2 separate regions of the Mus musculus genome follow, and region 2 is linked to region 1. The links are chromatin contacts, called in public promoter capture Hi-C maps. All regions are on one chromosome and are shown on one strand. The core of a region is the stretch at or near the end of the contact, and the rest is flanking DNA. Distances in the headings are between cores, read along the strand shown. Region 1 holds the start of Dclre1c (DNA cross-link repair 1C). Region 2 holds the start of Sec61a2 (Sec61, alpha subunit 2 (S. cerevisiae)).

Region 1 (5,012 bases), core at 418-2,917:
TTCATTTGTTTAAGACAAGTTCTCACTATGTAACTCAAGCTGGCCTTGAACTCACAAATCCTCCTGATTCCTCCATGTTGTGATTAGACCACCATATTAAGCCACCTGTTTATATTAAAATTCAAGAATATCCAAAGTTAGCTCATTGTGACAAAAACTCAAAATAGGAAATACTTCTTGGAGAAGAAGCAGGTAAGACTAGACAGGGGTCTGGGACATGGTAGTGTTCAACTTCTTATCTGTGTGGAAGCCACATAATGTTTATATAAGCTCATAAAGTTTATACAGGCTACCCTGCTAGGGTGTATGTCCTGTTCTGCCTAGGTGTTATCTCTCAGTTAAGATATCTACTTAAATACAAATAAGTAACAAAGCCAATTACCTGCATTCCAGCCTTCTTTTCAAGGAAGGAGCCCTTAATCCTTTCATGTGATCTACAAGGAAAAGAATTAGAAATCATAACCATGTTTTGTTTGATTTGGTTTTTTAGAGGATTTCTCTTCCCTGCAACAGCTGGGTTGTCTTTGTAAGCTTCCTACTGTGAGAAACTACCTAAGGCTCACCATTCTGAGCAAATAGATTCCCACAGGCCTTTGGCTCTTCTGCACATGACGAACCTTTCAGAGTAGGGAACAGGAACCACTAAAAAGGGTTAGACCCTGAGCTGATGAAAGCTATTCAAGTCCCACCTGGGTCAGGGGACATACGCAGGAAGATCAAGTGCGAGTATGAGAACCTGGGTGGGCTGATATGACTCCACCTAGGATACGTGAAGCTCTGCCCCACAACCTAAAATAAGTAAATAATAAAGAAGAAAAATGGGGGACACTTGGCCAAGCTTATCGACTGGTTGTACACACACACACACACACACACACACACCCAAGAGTATAGTGTGAGAAACATTTGTGTGTGTGTGGGGGGGGGGGGGTTAAAGGGAGCGAGGGAGGGAGGGAGAGGGAGGAGGAGAGACAGAGAGACAGAGATAGATGTACAGATCGATCTTGGGCTCTTGCCAAATATCTCCGGGATGTAGAACTTCTGAAACACGTGCCTGTGTGAGAGAGGGGCATTTCGCTCTTACCTAATGTCTTTGGGTGTAGACGTTCTGAAACGTGTTTTCCTTACTCGAGATAAACGAGAATTAGGGAAGTTTGGGCATGAGCTAATTAATTAAGCCTTACCAAACATACCCTCCGCTGGGACAGCAACCAGCACTTCTAACAGCTCTGCCTTACCACAGCGTCCAGGTCTGATTGCAACCGGAGCTGGGGTTAGGAGCTGGGGTTACAGAGGTGGTACAGACCAGGAGCTCAATAAAGCCAGAGGTTAAGCGCCAACTGGCATTAGGAGTGCTTCCCAGTGCCTCGCGGAGTCCCAGCCTGTCCTCCCCTCACCAGGTGCCGACCTCTGCCATTGCCTCTTCAGACCATAGCGCCCCTGAAATAGGTAACGAGAGGAGCTCACTCACCCTTGTGACAGTGCGAAAGGAAGTAGGCACGGGCTTTCAGGTTCTCCCTGTCGAAGCGGTCAATGGAGATGGTTGGATACTCCGCCATCTGTCCCTGGAAGGAGCTCATCGCACCCGGGAACACTAGACCCAAAGCCCACCTCGGAAACAGAAGCACACACTGACCCTGGGCGCCACTTCCGGGAACCTGCGCACCGCCTACCCATAGGCCGGCAGAGCTCAGCCACATCCAATCAAAGGACCCTTGAGGTAGGGGCGGAGCCAATGGGCATCCAATCCTGATCCAGCCTCCCAAGTCCCTTGGTTTAAATAACTGCACCAGCTGGGCACGGAGAAACAGCTGTGCGTAGTTTGTGGGTAGCACTGGCTGGTCATGGAAAGTCACGTTCCTGCCAGAAAGCAAGAAAAGACACCGAAGTGTTTGTTGCGCAATGCAGATCTGCCCGCATCTGTGGAGGAACCAAGGCAGGAAACGAAACACAACTGAGAATGGAGGCCAGAGAGCTTCCCTTTTCTTAACCATATTGCCTTGCATTTCCTCAGATCTAGTGAAGATCGAGTTCTTTTCACTTTTTTAAAAATCTTATCCCAATTTGTATTTTATAGGGTAACCACGAGGATTGGATGAGTCATTGCCTCTGACTCTTGGTTAGTAGATTCCATTGGTAGTTGCTCCCTCTTCTGTATTATATAAGCTAACTATATTTTGAAGGCTACAATTCAGACATAGATTCTTAGAGCAGGGGTGGGGGGAGTAAAGATTCCATTGATCTGCTGGCCTCCAGTAATCATTTAAGTTGTACTTTGAGGAAGTCAGAAGGATATATAAAGAGACAGAGGGAGAGGATGGGGGGCAGGGTGGGAAAGTGTGTAGTAATCATACTAAGATCCACCAAAGACTTTGTCAGTGGCATTTATTTTCTCCTTCCTAGCAAGTTCTCCTCAGATACTCAGCACTGTTGATCAACTGGAACCTCCAAACCCTGCTATGCAGAACACTTTGGCAAGCCTTGTGGAGGTAAACAGGAAAACTGAAAAGAAGCAGTGTCTGCAAAAACTGAGCGACTGGTTTTAGTACTGTGGGGAGATTAGAATGTTGCAGATCCAGAAGCGAATTATCGTATCTTGAGCTAGTTCTAGCCCTTGGGAATAGCCATCCCTTGTTTATCTCTGTTGGAATTAACATCTTGTGAGTAACAGATGAAAACCTTTTGGAATCTCCTAGTTTAGCAGACCACTATTTTCACCTAACCCAAAAATTAAGAACGTCATCAGATAGCATCTCGGGCCTATAGAAAAGCTTTCTCATCTTTGCTCTCCGATGTACACTAAATATGACCTGACTTAAGACTTTCTTCTATAAAACTGTGAAACTCTTTCCTTGTTGGAACATGGAATTTAGGATGACCCAAATCTCTGTTCCAGCCCCAAGGTTATTAAAAATGGCCCCAGAATAAACTCTCTTTTTCCCTTTAAGATGAGGTTTCTCGATCCACAGTGGTTACATGGCTAACTCTGATGTGCCATCCGAGTTCAGCACATTTGAAAAGCCACAAAAATGAAGAATATGACAAGAATATTTTCACAGAGGCAGAAGTGATCATGGGATGATGCCAGGAGTAAGCTCTGAGCAGAGGGGTCGGAATGCCAGGGTCAGAGAACATCTGGTTACTCTTGCAGTCATAATACCTGGTTCTATTCACATTCAGATATTCATAAGGAGGAAGCAGGGAAGTAGAGGGAAGTGTTCTGGATATACACACCAACTTATACATTCCACACAGTAGTACCGGTAAAGCCTTGGTTTTGTATAAGATGGTCTTTCCTAGACTACCGGAGGACAATTGCTGTGGATGGGTTGTCTCTACAGGACAATACATTCTGCACTGAGTCTGGTCGTCGACAGAATTTCTCAGAAGTTGGAGCTCCTTGAGAGGCAAGGCAAACTAAAATTCACTCTTACTTACTTGTTCGTTGCTTTTCTCGTTACGACGTACACAGTAGGAAACAGTTGTGAGAATCAAGTTGTCACTGTAAGCAACATGCATGCTTATATTCTTATGACTGAACTTTTTCCGTTCGAGACCCCTTTCCTTTGAGAAGTTTTACACAACACTGGACACATAAGTATATAAAACAGGCATGCAAATAAAAAGTTTGCTGGTAATAAGTCCTAAAGAGATCTATTTGAAAACAAGTCTTTGGTATACATATATTTAAAAACCAAATCAGTCTACTAATGGATGGGCAGGTCTGTTTCTTTTTACAGAAAGAATTAAATCTTGACAATATCTGGTGCTTCAGGATGCAGAATAACTTTAGCATTTTGTTTAGAGTCAATTGATACTAATTTTATAATCATCTGTGCAGAGACTATGGCCTTGCACAAATGAGACAACAAACAAAATGGCAGATGGATATTTACAACCATTTCAGAAATTGTTGAAAATTCTGTTCTATTTCCAAGTAAATTTGATTTTTTTTTTTGAGGTAGGGTTTCTCTATGTAGCCCTGGCTATCCTGGGCCTTGCTCTGCAGACCAGGTTGACCTCAGACTCTGAGATCTGCCTGCCTCTGCCTCCCGAGTACTGGACTCAAAAGCATGCACTACCATGCCCAGCAATTTTTTCTTTTTTATAAAGCTCAAATCAGCATCTAAAAGGATAATTTTGGAAATTGAACATTTCAACACAATACAACCCATCCATATATACTTACACGCTGAAGGATAATGGTAGGAAAATATTAAAAGTCTTTGCTTTCCATAATTAAGTCATTGTTTCTATGTAAGAAAAAAATGCATGTACAGCAAAAATAATTGGAGTTCTTGAATGTGAGGTACTTCAAGCAGTGTTTGTCAGTGTTGTGTGCCATGACAGCTTATGCAATGTGGAGTGTGTTTTGTGTTTAGAATTGAGCCTGGCAGGTGTGGTGGCACAAACCCTTTGTTCCCAGCACTGGGGAGACAGAGGCAGGTAGATCTCTGTGAGTTTGAAGCCAGGCTGGTTCACATATCAAGATCCCGGTCAGCCAGAGCTACATAGGGAGACCCATCACTAAACAACTACAGCAAACACTAGAACAGAGACTTCTGTGTTGTTTGATACAGACATACACTGTGGTATGATCTCCTCAGATTAATTATGTGTTTGCTTTTGAGTTCATTTTTGGCCATTTTGGGTTCAGAAATTGTTTACTCTCTTTACAAACTAAGACAGGGAGACAAGTCATGGAGGGTGAAGGGGAACTGCTAGGGTGTTTGGAGAGAATGAGAGGGAGAGGTGGGTGTGGCTATAATTGAAGGACATTGTTTAGGACTGGAGACACAGCTTGGTAGTTAAGACTTTGTACTGTTCTTGCAGAGAGACCACCTTCAGTTCTCATCACCTGCATCGGGTGGCTCAAAAATCACCTGTCTTTCTAGTCCCAGGGGATCCAACACCCCCGGCCTCCATGAGCATCTGTACACAGGTGCATATACTCACTGAGACATACACATGTATATGCATGTACAGACACAACACACACACACACACACACA
Region 2 (5,048 bases), core at 885-3,384, 2.5 Mb before region 1:
CTTGAACTCAGAGATCCCCCTGCCTCTGCCTCCCGAGTGCTGGGATTAAAGACGTGCGCTACCACTGCCCAGCTGCTATGATATTTTCTGATTTTTAAATTAACTTTGGTGTTGGGTAGAGGGATTTAAGTGCCAGGTTAATCACTTTTGTCTCTCAAAGCTGCAGGTACAAATATGATGTATATTTGGGCTATAAATTTCATTAAGTTTTAGCCACATTCCCAAACCAGGTACGTGGGGTTCCATAGAGGTTGAATCTAGTGTTGGCCGCAAACTAAATGGTAGCTATGTGACGTCCCTTGAGTTGGTTCTCAGGAGCATCTACTGTGTACCATTCTGACTTTACGACAGTTTTTTAAAAAGGTTATGGGGACATAGGAAGGGCTGGAATACATCCATTGCCTTTCCAATTTTACCAGCAATGCGCCATGTTTTACATCATTGATGTGTAGGCAGTCCTGGCTATAGTAATAGATTCATAATGTACTTCTTTTTTTATTTTGATTTTTGAGATAGTTCTGGCTGGCCTAGAACTCTCTGTGTAGAGCAGGCTGGTCTTGAACTCAGAGGTCTCTCTGTCTCTGCCTTCTGAGTGCTGGGATTTAAGGTGTGTACCACCATGCCAGACTATTATTTGCATTTTAGAATAATGCTGCAGTTATTTAGCATCTTTCTAGTATTTGCCCTCTTTCTTTCTACGACATGTCCCCTCCTGTCTGCAGCTGGGTATTAGTTGCAGTACTTTGTACTTACTGGCTCCATCATTGTGCCATCTCTTTAACCCTTTCCCTCCCTTTCCTTTCTGCATCCTTCAGTCCTTCTTTCTTTTGCCGAGCCTTATGAATCTTGTCACTTCATTACTACTTATATAAATCTGTAAAGTTTCAAAGGCAAGTTTAATAAGAATAATAGTGTATATTTAAGTTTAAAAAAACCATAATGTACCTTTATTCTCTTATCTTTTGGTTTCTTAAATTAAAAGATATTAAAACTCTAAGATGGAATTTAATATATTTAAAAATGTTTTTGTCTTGCTCTTTCTAAATTTCTTCCTATGCTGCCTCTCACAAGTTTATTATTTCTTGTTACAGTTTTCCCTGACAGAGCTATGAAAATGTCTTCTGCCTTTCTACCTTTATATCAGCCACATTCTGAATTGTGTTGCAGAAAGGGACATTTGAATTATTTCATATGAAACACTACTGTATTTTCTTTCCTCTTAAAAATGTTAGTTTTTCTTATCTGCTGTCCATAATTATGCATGTTTAATGTTCAGTGAGAACTAGAGCTTCAGTTATGTAATTAGTAAGTTGAAATATTAAAAATAATGAATTTTGCTTAAAATGACACATTATTCTTTTTTTTTAATTAGGTATTTTCCTTGTTTACATTTTCAATGCTATCCCAAAGGTCCCCCATACCCACCCCCCATATATCACATTATTCTTAGCAAAATAAAAATTACCACCTTGAAAGAACCATTTTACTCAAATTTCTTATGTTTTCCATATATTTCCTATTTGGGAAAAATAGTCTGAAATTAACTTCTCTAATTTACCTATATTACCTTGGAAGTTTTACTGGGTTTTTTTTGGGGGGGCGGGTTCGAGACAGGGTTTCTCTGTGTATCCCTGGCTGTCCTGGAACTCACTCTGTAGACCAGGCTGGCCTCGAACTCAGAAATCCACCTGCCTCTGCCTCCCGAGTGCTGGGATTAAAGGCGTGCGCCACCACCGCCCGGCCTAAAAAGGTTTCTTTCTGAAAAAGAGAGACAGATAAAAGAGTTTATACCTCTTGATGCCTTGATGTCTATTTTGAAGATGGGGAAGTACTGGAAAGTACTATTGTCTGCAGTGTATTACCAGTTTTCACAAATGTCTAAGAAGTTACAGTTAAGATGGGGCGGAAAGAAAAGTCTGGCTCAGGTAGCTCAGCTCTAGGCCTTGGGGTACCTGGACCAGGAAACCTTATCTAGAAAACAGCTTTGAAAAGGAAAACCCTTGTCCTGGAGTAGAGCAACTAAGAACCGCCCACCACGGCAGGCCGCCCCGCCTCTTGCCATCCAGTCCCGCCCCCGCCGCCGCGCCAACGGTGACCATAGCAACGCGGTGGACGTCCGCCAACGGCCAGGCTAGGTCTGGGAGGAGCCTAGAGCGCATGTCACATGACTCTGTGGGCGGAGCTTGTGCGGGGACGGCCAGAGCGTGTCCCCAGCCTCCGCCGCCTAGGCCAGAGTCGTGAGGAACGGAGCGGAGGCAGCTGCGAGGCCGCGGGTGCCCGCCGGGTGTGCTGAGCCGCCGCCATGGGCAGTGAGTGTGGTGGCTGGAGCGCGAACCTCGAAGGCCGCGGGTCCTTTCGGGCTGTGGGCAGTGGAGTCGCTTACTCCTTGGGGTGGTCTTGGGTGCGGGGGATGCGCAGGCCTCGTTGGGGTCGCCACGGGCAGAGCGAGCTGGGGACCCGCCAAGGCGCCTCGGGTCAGCGAGGCCTTGCCCGGCGGGTCACGGGAACTCAGAAGTCCCGGTTTGCTCCCCTTAGGAGGCGAGGAGCGAGGATGGCGCGGGGAGGCCATTGGCTGGGGGCGGGGGGTAGTTAGCACACTCCACGGCTTGGACCACTTGGGCTTTTTCTGAATCTCAGGAAACTCATTAATTTTTAAATTATTATTCTTGAATCACGCTTCCTTGGTGTGTTGCGACGAATAAGTCTCCCTTTTTTTAAAAAAATATTTTTTATTAGGTATTTTCCTCATTTACATTTCCAATGCTATCCCAAAAAGTCCCCCATAACCTCCCCCACCAAGTCTCCCTTTTTTAAAAATGTGATTCGTAGCATGCGTTTTAGGGGAGGAAAGGCGTGTGATCAGTAGCTCAGCATTTTCCTAGATTAATTCTTCCCAGTCATTCTGTAGTGTTCATTGAAAACTGTAAGTTGGTGCGCAAGGTATGGACGAGGCCTCGCATTATAAGATCCTTCCAGGGCCCTGCCCAATCACTCACCCTCATGTATTTTCACACAGATACTTTACCTAGCAGTTCACATGTTTGTGTATAAAGGGATAACGTTGCGATGCACTCCATTGGCTAACAGTAGACATTTGGGGAAAATTGGAAAGGAAATAAGAGACCCTTGGCCTTGAATTGTGAATAAAAATGGAATTGTGCAACACGGGGAGAGGCAGTACATGGCGGCACGCAACAGCGTTTTTTGATCCTGAACGCCAGTACAGTAATTCATAAACTAGCAATAAATCTCGGAGAGTAGCCTGGGCTGAGATGGGGAAGGGAGGCGATTCTAGACAGTTTCCCAGTGTTGTGACCCATAGTTGTTGTTTTTTTAATTGCAGGTAAATGTTTTCAGAATTTAGATTTACTTTTTTTTTTTTTTTTTTTTTTTTAAAGATTTATTTATTTATTATATGTAAGTACACTGTAGCTGTCTTCAGACACTCCAGAAGAGGGAGTCAGATCTCGTTACGGATGGTTGTGAGCCACCATGTGGTTGCTGGGATTTGAACTCCTGACCTTCGGAAGAGCAGTCGGGTGCTCTTACCCGCTGAGCCATCTCACCAGCCCTAGATTTACTTTCTAAATAGTCCAAATGTACTTCTATAACAAACATGACAATTATAAATTATCACCAAAATCAGTTACTTCTACCTTTTTGGAGTCCTGCCGGAGTAGGAGGCAGTGTCTATCCCTAAACCTTGGTTTGTCTTTCATTTACTGCAGAAGTAGCCTGGGAAAGGAGTACTTTTTAATGAAATGTAGTTGACATTCTCTGAGCAATTCTTGTGTGTAAGCAAGTACCTTGATATGGCTACTTAGAGAATTACAACCTTGAAATGCAGCTAACTGAAATGGAGCGGGGAATGTGGAGGTTAAAAGGTTGTCTGTAGGAGGTGATCCTAGCTTTTTTGTTTTTTGGCTTTTTTGTTGCAGTCTTTAAGCTGTTTGAGTCAGTACTCCAGTTTAAGCTCATAACCTACTATACTATTCCTGCAGAAAGTTCCCTCCGCTGTTGTACCATTTGTTAATTACTACATTAGCTAAGTACTGTAATAAGCTATGTCTGCTTATCTTATACAGTGATGATCTGATTATTTTCTGTTGTGCATATATAAAAGGGTTGGGTTTAAACCTGAAGAAGCAAAGAAGTCACGGTGCAGGGCTGTTTCCCTGTGCTCCACAGCTATCTGGGAGCTTTGATCTTCTATAGACCTACTCACTTGAACTTGAGAACATCATGATTGTTTAATTTGGGTGGATGTGATAAACTGCTGTTACAAAAATTGTTTTTGGAATTATTCAGAGATACATTTTTAAACTCTAAATTTTTTTTTTACAGTCAAGTTTTTAGAAGTTATTAAACCTTTCTGTGCAGTTCTACCAGAAATTCAGAAGCCTGAAAGGAAAGTAAGTATACTATTTGTTAATCTAGCAGGTAACAGAGTGACTGACTTTGCCAAACCACCAAGGTTGACTTACTTAACCCAACAATTTCTGGCTGTAAGTGGAAAAACCATTACCTCCTTATCTTGCAAACAAGTATAAATCTGCTTTATGTTTTGTTTTGTTGTCTTCGAGACAGGGTTTCTCTGTGTAACAGCCCTGGCTGTTCTGGAGATCTCTCTGTAGACCAGGCTGGCCTTGAACTCACAGAGATCCACCTGCCTCTGCCTCCCCAGTGCTGGGATTAAAGGGGTATACCACCATTGCCTGGCCTGTTTTTAATTTTTAAATTACATTTATTATTCTAATATATATATGTGTTTGTGCCTGTGCAGCACTGTGCTATGGTATACATGTGACAGTCAGAAGGCAACTTTTGGGAATTGATTCTTTTCTCTTTCCCTGTGGGTCTGGGGAGGGGAGGAGGGAGAGGAGGAAGGACAGGGATGGTGGGAGGGAGATAAAGACTAGGCATGATTCTCAGTCTGTCAAAGATAGTGTTGTAAGTTATACTGTTTCCTGCCCAAGTGTTTGTTTCGATAGAGTATGCTCCTGGCCATGTTGATGCCATGTTGATGCGATAGAGTATACTCCTGGCCA

Evidence for each region. Promoter capture Hi-C pulls out the DNA fragments that hold promoters and counts their contacts.
Region 2: a promoter capture Hi-C map of pre-B cells shows a contact between it and region 1, with 5 times the contacts expected there. The contact joins the promoter of Sec61a2 here to the promoter of Dclre1c in region 1. A contact is called at or near these places in 1 of 39 promoter capture datasets (pre-B cells) and 1 of 484 Hi-C or Micro-C datasets (muscle stem cells).

What each region holds. Positions count from the first base shown.
Region 1 is chr2:3,420,786-3,425,797 of GRCm38.p6, reverse strand. It overlaps Dclre1c (DNA cross-link repair 1C), which reads right to left and starts at 1,667. Exons shown (of 14, transcript NM_146114.3): 1 at 1,472-1,667; 2 at 383-434. The coding sequence starts at 1,580. It also overlaps a transcript of Meig1 not described here.
Region 2 is chr2:5,892,518-5,897,565 of GRCm38.p6, reverse strand. Sec61a2 (Sec61, alpha subunit 2 (S. cerevisiae)) reads left to right here and starts at 2,134. Exons shown (of 12, transcript NM_021305.4): 1 at 2,134-2,309; 2 at 4,345-4,412. The coding sequence starts at 2,303. Gm13267 (predicted gene 13267) reads right to left here and starts at 2,102. Exons shown (of 3, transcript NR_166420.1): 1 at 1,792-2,102. It also overlaps a transcript of Dhtkd1 not described here.